Linked DNA regions of Hordeum vulgare: region 1 is linked to region 2. A link is a contact called in public Hi-C data. All regions are on one chromosome and are shown on one strand. Each heading gives the region's core, a stretch centred on a gene start, on an enhancer-like site or on the middle of the called end of the contact. The rest is flanking DNA. Distances are from core to core; before and after follow the strand shown. Region 1 holds the start of LOC123440953 (cytochrome P450 94A1-like). Region 2 holds the start of LOC123440951.

The links. Hi-C and Micro-C count contacts between places; a contact is called where the count stands out from the background.
Region 1: a contact with region 2 is called in a Hi-C map of leaf, with 9 times the contacts expected there. The contact joins the promoter of LOC123440953 here to the promoter of LOC123440951 in region 2. A contact is called at or near these places in 3 of 6 Hi-C or Micro-C datasets (leaf and seedling).

What each region holds. Positions count from the first base shown.
Region 1 is chr3H:598,344,575-598,348,747 of MorexV3_pseudomolecules_assembly, reverse strand. LOC123440953 (cytochrome P450 94A1-like) reads right to left here and starts at 1,654. Exons shown (of 1, transcript XM_045117491.1): 1 at 393-1,654. The coding sequence starts at 1,377. The coding sequence ends at 652.
Region 2 is chr3H:598,037,208-598,041,643 of MorexV3_pseudomolecules_assembly, reverse strand. It overlaps LOC123440951, which reads right to left and starts at 2,017. Exons shown (of 6, transcript XM_045117489.1): 1 at 1,867-2,017; 2 at 1,701-1,787; 3 at 1,132-1,317; 4 at 336-548; 5 at 75-221. The coding sequence starts at 2,007.

The DNA of each region.
Region 1 (4,173 bases), core at 405-2,904, 310 kb before region 2:
AGCTACATGTACCGCGTCTGTTAGAGATACACACCCGCGCTGCATTTTACAACGTCCATTAAAACCACCGCTGACCGCCGCTTCAAAACAAACTGTTTTTAACGCGCCCCGCGTTGAAGATGCTCTGAACGTAGGTCTCGCCTAGCACCTGGTTTCCCCCCTACCCAGCGTCTAAACATCAGATAGCCCAAGACGTGGTTGATAGACTAGAACCACTGTTCCTAAATAATACTCCTTTCGTAAAAAGATAAGACCATTTAGATTACTATACTAAAAACTGTTCAAAAAATGGAGGTACTAGTACTAAGATGTTTTTGCAGTTTGAATTTGAACTTAAAAAGCATCTTACATTTAGGAACAGAGAGATAGTACTGTCTAAAAGTGACCCTCCCGCTTCTTGATCCGCACGCGGAGCCCGCCCTTCATCCTCAGCGTCGCACCCAACTCGTACAGCGGCGGCGCGTCCATGCTCACCGGCGTCTCCACCATCTCCACCGCAAACCTCCGGATCACGGCGGCCGCCACGGCCTTCATCTGCACGTACGCCATCTCCTTCCCGAGGCACGTCCGCGGCCCCGCGTGGAACACCGGGTACCTCGCCGCCTCCACTGCCACGAACTCGCCGCGATCACCATCGAGCCACCGCTCGGGTCAGAACTCACGGCAGTTGTCCCCCCACAGCCGCGGCATCCTACCCATCGCGTACGCCGAGTAGTCGGCGAACCAGCCGGCCCGCACCGTCGTTCCGTCCGGCAGCACGTCCCCGGCGGCCGCCACCCGCGTGTTGATCGGCACCGGCGGGTACAGCCGCATCGCCTCCGTGAGCGCCGCGTGCAGGTAGTGCATCCCCTTCAGCTCCTCGTACTCCCCGGCGTCGTCTCCGTGTGGCGTGCGCGTGACCTCCTCGTGCACGCGCCGCTCGCAGCGCGGGTTGGCGGCGAGAAGCCAGAAGAACCAGGTGAGCGCGGTGGACGTGCTGTCCTTCCCGGCCAGCACGAAGCTCACCACCACGTCCCGTAGGAACCGCCGCTTCGCGTCTGGCGAGCCGAACATCGCGCCGAGCTCGCCGCCGCAGGCTTCTTCGTCCATCGCCGCCGCGAACCGCGACAGGAGGTGCTGCTCGCGCTCGCCGTCCTCGGCTGGGGACGGCGGCTGCTCTGCCTCCAGCATCCCCATCACGTATTCGTCGATGACCCCGATGGCCTCGCGCATCCGCCGCTCGCTGCCGACGTTGGCCAGCTTCATGGCCCTCCACACCAGTGTCGTCGGGTGGAGTATCCGCGCGAAGGAGATCTCGGTTCGGGTGCGGACAGTGGTTCGCGCTCGCCGCGGCCGGTGTGACACGGCGCCGACGGAGGTAGACGGCGAGGAGGACATGGAAGAGCAGCAGCAACAGCGCGATGCTCCTGTCCATGACCACCATGATTGGCGGTGTGGTGGTTGGTCGGTATCTTTTCAGTACAGTCCTAGTCTTGTGATAAACGCGGATTTTTCTTGTGGACGGAGATGGGTCGAGTTTGTGATCGCATCAGGGAAGACGAAGACCAACACGGCGGTCGTCGAATTCTGCTCGGTGTGCGTCATCTGTCAGCGGTGGTCGAGCGACGGTCGAGCCGGAGCCGGGGAAGATACGCGTGAGCTAGGAGGAGGATCGATGGATGCTCTCCTAAGTACGAAATAAATGTATTTTATTGACAATAAATGTCTCGTTGGTATCATAAAAATCAAAATATAAATAACATATAGATAAAACTAAAAAGATAGCAGAACATTTCTGAATTTGACAACAACGCATGTCATCTGCCTTCGATACCATCATAGGAGTTATCGAAGAAAAAAAAGATGAAGGGAAGCGCTAGCGGTCAGACTACTGATGGTTGCCTTTTATCAGAGTAGTGCTGGATCGTTGGATTAAAGTCTCGTGATACGTCAGATTGGAGACGTGAGCCTAGGTAGCTAGCATGCAGTGTATTAATTGCAATTTGTTTTGGTCAACTACTCCGAGATAATCACTTCACTAGCAATAACTTTCTTCTTATTGGTTCTTCTGTGCTTCAAAATCTGCGTTAGGGGAAATGGTGCATCTAGCAAACCGGATGCGCATCTGATGCATCCTATTGTTCATCACCAAGTTCGTGCTAAGAGTGAAAGCATACCAATTGATTTTGCTTTTACCGTTAAATTTGCTTCCATGTCAACTGGAGATTCTTTCAATTGGTGTTTTTTTGGTCCAACATGACAATTTATTTTGCATCGTCTAATCACAATGTAGACATCAATTTCATACTTGCATCATTTGTTTTACCATTGTTATGGACTCTCTGAAAAGAATTAAAATGGTATCTGCATCGGAATAAACACGAATTTGCTTTTGAAGAACTTGGAATTTGCATCGAAAGAAGTGAGCATTTGCTTCCATAGAATTTGGAATATTAATCCAAAGAAATCAAAATTTGCGTTAGACGCCTTGCTTCCAAAGCTCTATATTTTGCTTTCAAATCATTATGATCCTACTTTCAGACTAGAGAATTGCTTCCATACAAATGTAGATCCAAAAAAGTGAGCATTTGCTTCTATAGAATTTGGAATATGAATCCAGTGAAATCAAAATTTGCGTTCGTACAAAAGAATGACGCCTTGTTTCCAAATCTAATATTTTGCTTCCAAATGATTATGATCCTATTTTTAGACTAGAGAATTGCTTCCATACAAATATATATATTCCCACTAAAAATAATAAAAGTTCAAACAAAGTGGGGAATGTTTCCACCATGATGAGCACGTGTCTTCATTAAATCTTGAATTTGCTTCCATGCTCGTAAGGAAGCACTACACCATCTACAAGGGTGTCACAAATTGCAAGCAAAAATGTGAGGACCCAGTCCCTTGCAGTGTCGCCATGTGGATAGAAATGAAGTTTCTTGCTAACTTCTGACGTGTTTCCTGCATTCAGAGTGCGTCATCATATGATGAAGTTAGCAAAATCCGATGAATAAATCCAAGAGAGACAGAGAAGAACTTTATAACTACAGTGCTTCAAACAATGAAAATATCCCTTGCAGGGCGTTTGACACACAAACATATTACCTGAAGGTGTGTGTTGATTCTTACTAGCTTCTTATGTGCTTCCTGCAATCAGAGTACATAACCATGCGACGTTCCCGACGAAAAATCCAAGAGAGACAGAGAATAACTCTACAACTACAATGCTTCAAACAATTGCATAGAAATCTCGGTGTGGTAATTGTTCGTGCTTGGTTGTGAGCACCACATCTCTATAACCTGGAGGAAGAATTAGAGCTTTGTCAATCATTTCTTTAGTAAATAGAATACTAGTGTTGTTACACGGATTTCTGAATTCACATACCTCCAGATCAGTCTTGTATATTAACCATTCAACGAGACCATTGGGAGTTGAGATGGAGCCTATATTCAGAAGATTTTCCCAACCTCGATCTTGAACGAGAGTTCTCCAAGCATCGGGTATAACATGCGTATACTCAACAAATTTAATCGAAGCAAGCATTGCAACCAAAGTAGTAATGCAAATCAAAACAAAGGTGAAATCAAAGATGAAATAAATCTAACCCTAGGTCGAGGATGAGTACATGTGCGCGCCGGATGGGGGGGGGGGGCTGGGATTCGCACGGAGCTTCTTTGCCGAACCAATACGACGCGCCAACGAGGTGGGAGCGATGGCGACGGGGCAGGCCTAGCAGGGGACCGGGGCGACGAAGGAGGTTCAGATCAGGGAATGACAGAGCAGCGGCGGGACGGTGCACCGACGAGGTGGATCAGCAGTAGCCATGGGACAACACACCGGGGAGGTGGATCAGCAGTAGTAGTAGCTAGTTTTTGGTGCGGAGGAGGATGGCGGCGGATCTAGCCGTCGCGGTGACCGAGATTAGGGATGAGCTTGACAATGGAATTCAAGACGATGTGGGGTGGATGGGTCAGACAAGAGAGATTTACTCGCCCATGACGTGTTGAGGTTGTTAGGATGGTCTGCAGGCAAGATTTACTCCTTGTATTAAATGTGGGATTAGTTGACGGCATGGGAGATTCGTATAGAGATATATGGACCGTGAGATTATAAAAGAATCAACGATCTCGAACTCGTATGACAAAAGCTTTTAATCAGACTTCTGATAGGAAGTGTTTCCCAAAGATGAA
Region 2 (4,436 bases), core at 768-3,267:
TAAGTACACAATTTTTATACAACACACGTATAACTTATATAAGTAAATAAATAATTATATGAAGAAGAGAATACCTTGAAAATGAAAAGGTCTATTGCATATTGTGGTCCATTGTAGACTGAAACATGTTGTAATTTTCCACCAAGGCCAACATTGTAGCTAACTTGAACGAATCCAGGACACTTGTGATCAACGCAAACCTTGTTTGATATGCCACCACGCTGTTACCAAGTTTACAAAAGGTAAATAAAATTCATCTCAAATTGTGTTTGTACTTCAAATAGAAAATTGATGCACTTGATAACATAATGTAAATCAAAAGAATTATGTATTACCCAACCAACATGAAACCTTCCAAAGCTATCACCAAAGTAGCTTGGAGATACAGAATAAAAAGCTGTAATACTGTCAAAATGACCCCTTGGTCCATTGCCAATTTGAATCCCTGTTTGACTGTAACTATCACCATCTTTATAAACCTTTGGCTCATAAACATTTATTTTAGCTTGGACCCCATATAAATCATCCGAATATCTTATTCCTGCCTCCTACAAGAAAAAATGATTAATGTTGGTTGATGTGATGACTAGATATAAGTCTAATATAGCATATGAGTTGTGAGATCAATCATTATAATTGAATGTTGTAACCTGAGAGGTAGAGAACAATATAGATCAACCCCCTAAAGCTAGTATTAGATATACATTGTAAAATAAATGAAATTCCTCCATATTATGATTAAAGTATATTGATGCAAAAAATATTATTTAGTAGAAAGTACTATGTACGGATGTATGGTATAAAATTCAATACTAAGTACTCAAATACCCTTTATATATAATATATCGATAGAGAATATATAATATATCCTCCTCCTATGTCTCTATTTATTCCAACTTTCTGTTTGGCGACTAGTTGTTCAAATTATTGATTTTGTGACACGCCACCATATGTTCACCTTAAAACATTCATCAGAAGACTGGCATTCCAAGATGAATTTGCATTGGCATTCTAAGATGAATTTGCATCGAATAATATTTTGGAAATAATTTTAATATGTTGCCTTGATTTTAGTTGCATAAACAAGCTATGAAAACATTGTCATACTGAAAATAAAAATAGGAAACTCACCTCTATTTGTACATCTTTGTTAATAACTTGATCAGTATTGTGTGTTGTTGTTTGGTCCCTTCTACTACTACGTAGTATTGGAACCATTCCTGTTGAGCATTCGACGATAGGCAAATCTGCTTGTGAGGCGACATGTAGGACCGGAGAATTTATATTCACTCCGACTGGAAAAGAACTTGGTTTCATCTAATTGTCAAGGAAAATTTTATCACCTTATAATCATTTATATATGGCGAACACAACATCAAAACACTAATTGTGTAATTTGATTCATCAGAGACAAAGGTCACATAGCACAAGATATATTAATTTCAGTCATTTTTATATTTATGATTAAAAAGTACAGTATGAATAGATGACAATTATGATTTCAATCTCAAAGGGAATAGAGCAATCTATGCTATGAAATACTATACTTCAATAAAAGTATTATGAAAAAACTCATGCTCTATTTTCATAAATTGCTACCTAGATAAAATACATGTATCTGAAATAACTTACAGTTAATTATCGACAATAATTTGAAACAAAGAATGAATATAAATCATATATTTATGAATGTAATTTACCTGAATTTTGTGGTCTTTCAAAAATGGGTGGTTAAAGGCGGGTTGCCGATTCACATCAATACAATCATAGACATCTCCATCTTGCATCTAGTTTGATGTTTCCTCTACTTGTTAGGCACAAAAAAAAGCTAAATACACAAAAAAAAATATGTATAATTGTTGTTACCATGGTTTTATTAACTTGTGGGTATGTGAGGATCTCGCTAGTATTTTCCCATTGTATTATAGTTTTTGCACCTTTTCCTCTAGTGCCTAGAACAAGATATAACAGTACAAGGACCACTCTAATACCTCGCCTTTCTTTCATTCTCGGAACCTCGAATGGTAGATTTTCATTGTGCATATACAAACATATATATATATATATAGGGTTTCGAGCTTACCATAAATTAAATGATGGCCACGAATGATCATATTTTATATACGTATATAAAAAGCATATTATTAAATTGTAGAAGATATGATACTTATAGCATTGCCTGCATGTCATTTATTACATGAATATCAAGGTATTTCATCGTACAATCTGAAAAATTAATGTAGAGAACATATTATTGATTGTACATATTTTAATAGGAGAACACAAATAATACATGCCCTTTTAGATGTCCACACGATATACAAGATCTAAGGCCACTAACTTTTGCCATAATATATAGTTACACAAGAAAATTATTATATTATAGATATTATTTTCAGGACAAATCTAAATATATGATTTAAAAGTCTTCAATCTAAATTACTAAATCGATATTTATAGTCAAATTCTAATGACTGACGCACTTAGATTAGTAAAAATGAGTGTTGCTCCTGATGAAAATTTTGAGCTCTCTAGTGCATGGGGAATTTTCCCACATCCCAATTATTCACCCACCTCCCTGCAGGCAAGGATAGGCGAGAAAGGCCCATCAGACACTAATTCTGCAAGAAAAACTCTAGACGTCAAATAGGTCGGTCTTATCATTCTGGTACGATAGCCTGCCTGCCCGACCCATGGTGGGCCTCGCCTTATACGTTTATAAACGGGTCGCGTCTCACCCATTAAGCTTGGTACGAGTGTCACTACAACATGATCCATTTAGTTTTTTATTATTTAATTTATACTTTTTATATTTATATGGCCCAATAGAGCAAATACATGCCCAAAACAGCCCAAAAAGCTGAATCCTAGGCTAAAAGTGCAATCGGGAGACACGTTTACAAAGGGGGCATGCCTGCGCGCGCTGGGGAGCTAGGCCGCATGCCGGCTTGCCACCACCCATACAATTGGCATGCCTGGTTCGTATAGCCCAGGGTGGGTCGTGGCATGCGAGCCTATATAGCCACCTTTCTTACAAACCCACGGTCGACAGAGTCGTTGTGAGAGAAGGAAAACGCTATGCGTCGTTCGTTGCCGTGAATTATCGGGCAATGGCACGAAGCAGCTATGCGAATGACCAAACTGGTCCGGCCCACTTCCAGATCTACCAACTGGGTCCAACTGGTTTTGGGAACCTTCTAGTAGGTTCCCTAAACCCGGTTTTTTCTTGTGTTGTTTCTTTCAGCTTTATATTGTTTTTCATTTTCCTTTTTCATTTTTCCTCTTTTTTTCTATATTCGAATTTATTTTCCTTTTCGGAAGTGTTCATAAATTCCGAAATGTTTGCATTTAAAAAATCAAAATTTCTGACAATCTTTAAGATTTCAAAAAGAAATCACAAATTTTGGAAAATGTTCAAAATTAAAATAGATAAGAATTTGAAAAAAAATGTTTATAAAATTGCTAAATCTAAAATATCAAAAAACCGAAATCTAACGATTTTTTTTGATTCATTCAACCATGAAGTACCATAGGTATCTAGGAAATAGTTACTTCCAAGTAGAATCTTCCCTAGATACCTAAAATCCATTTTATTATTTTATTATGATCCATTTCGCGAAAATATAGATTGTACCAAAGATGCAAAATTTTCCAATTTTTGTTCATGTTTTCAAAAATTGTTCGGAGTATTAATTTTTAGTCTGAAAATTTGTAAGCAAGTTAATTTTTATTCTGAAAATTTGTAAGCAAGTTAATTTTTATTCTCATTTTAAAAAATAAATTCGAATTAAAAATGTGTTCCAATTGTACTCCTCATCAAAAGTTTGGAGTTTCATAATTTGTTCTTGTTCTCAAAAGTTGTTTAGAATGTTTATTTTTGTTCTCAATTTTCCTAAATTTGTTCCAATTTTTCAAAGATTGTCTGCCTTCCCCAAACAAGTTATCATTTTTAAAATATTTTTCATTGATTCAAAAGATATACCTGGAGAAGGTTTTTAAAATTTTGTGCCTAAAACATTTCTTCCTGGATTCAGAAAAATGTTCGTGTTTTTAAATTTCATATGGAACTTTGAAAAATGTTTTACCTAGTAATGTTTAGAATGCGGTAGCTAACATGAATCAGCATCCCCTGTAGTGCTAATAATAGTTTTTATGAAATCATAAATGTATCATATCTACTCAATTAAAATTGGGTAGCAAACATATACAATAGACATTTTCAAAATACAAAATGTAAAGAAGATATTTATTAAAGTTGCATCCGAAATGAAAATTTTGAAATGATTAACGCGCAATATAATAGAATATTTGAAATGTACACTTTTTTCTAAAGTATTTTCATATATAGCATGTTTGATTTGGAGTCACAGTTTGAAAAATATATATAAAAAGAAAAATAGATATGAATCTGTTAAAAAAAGAAAGCTTAAATGTAG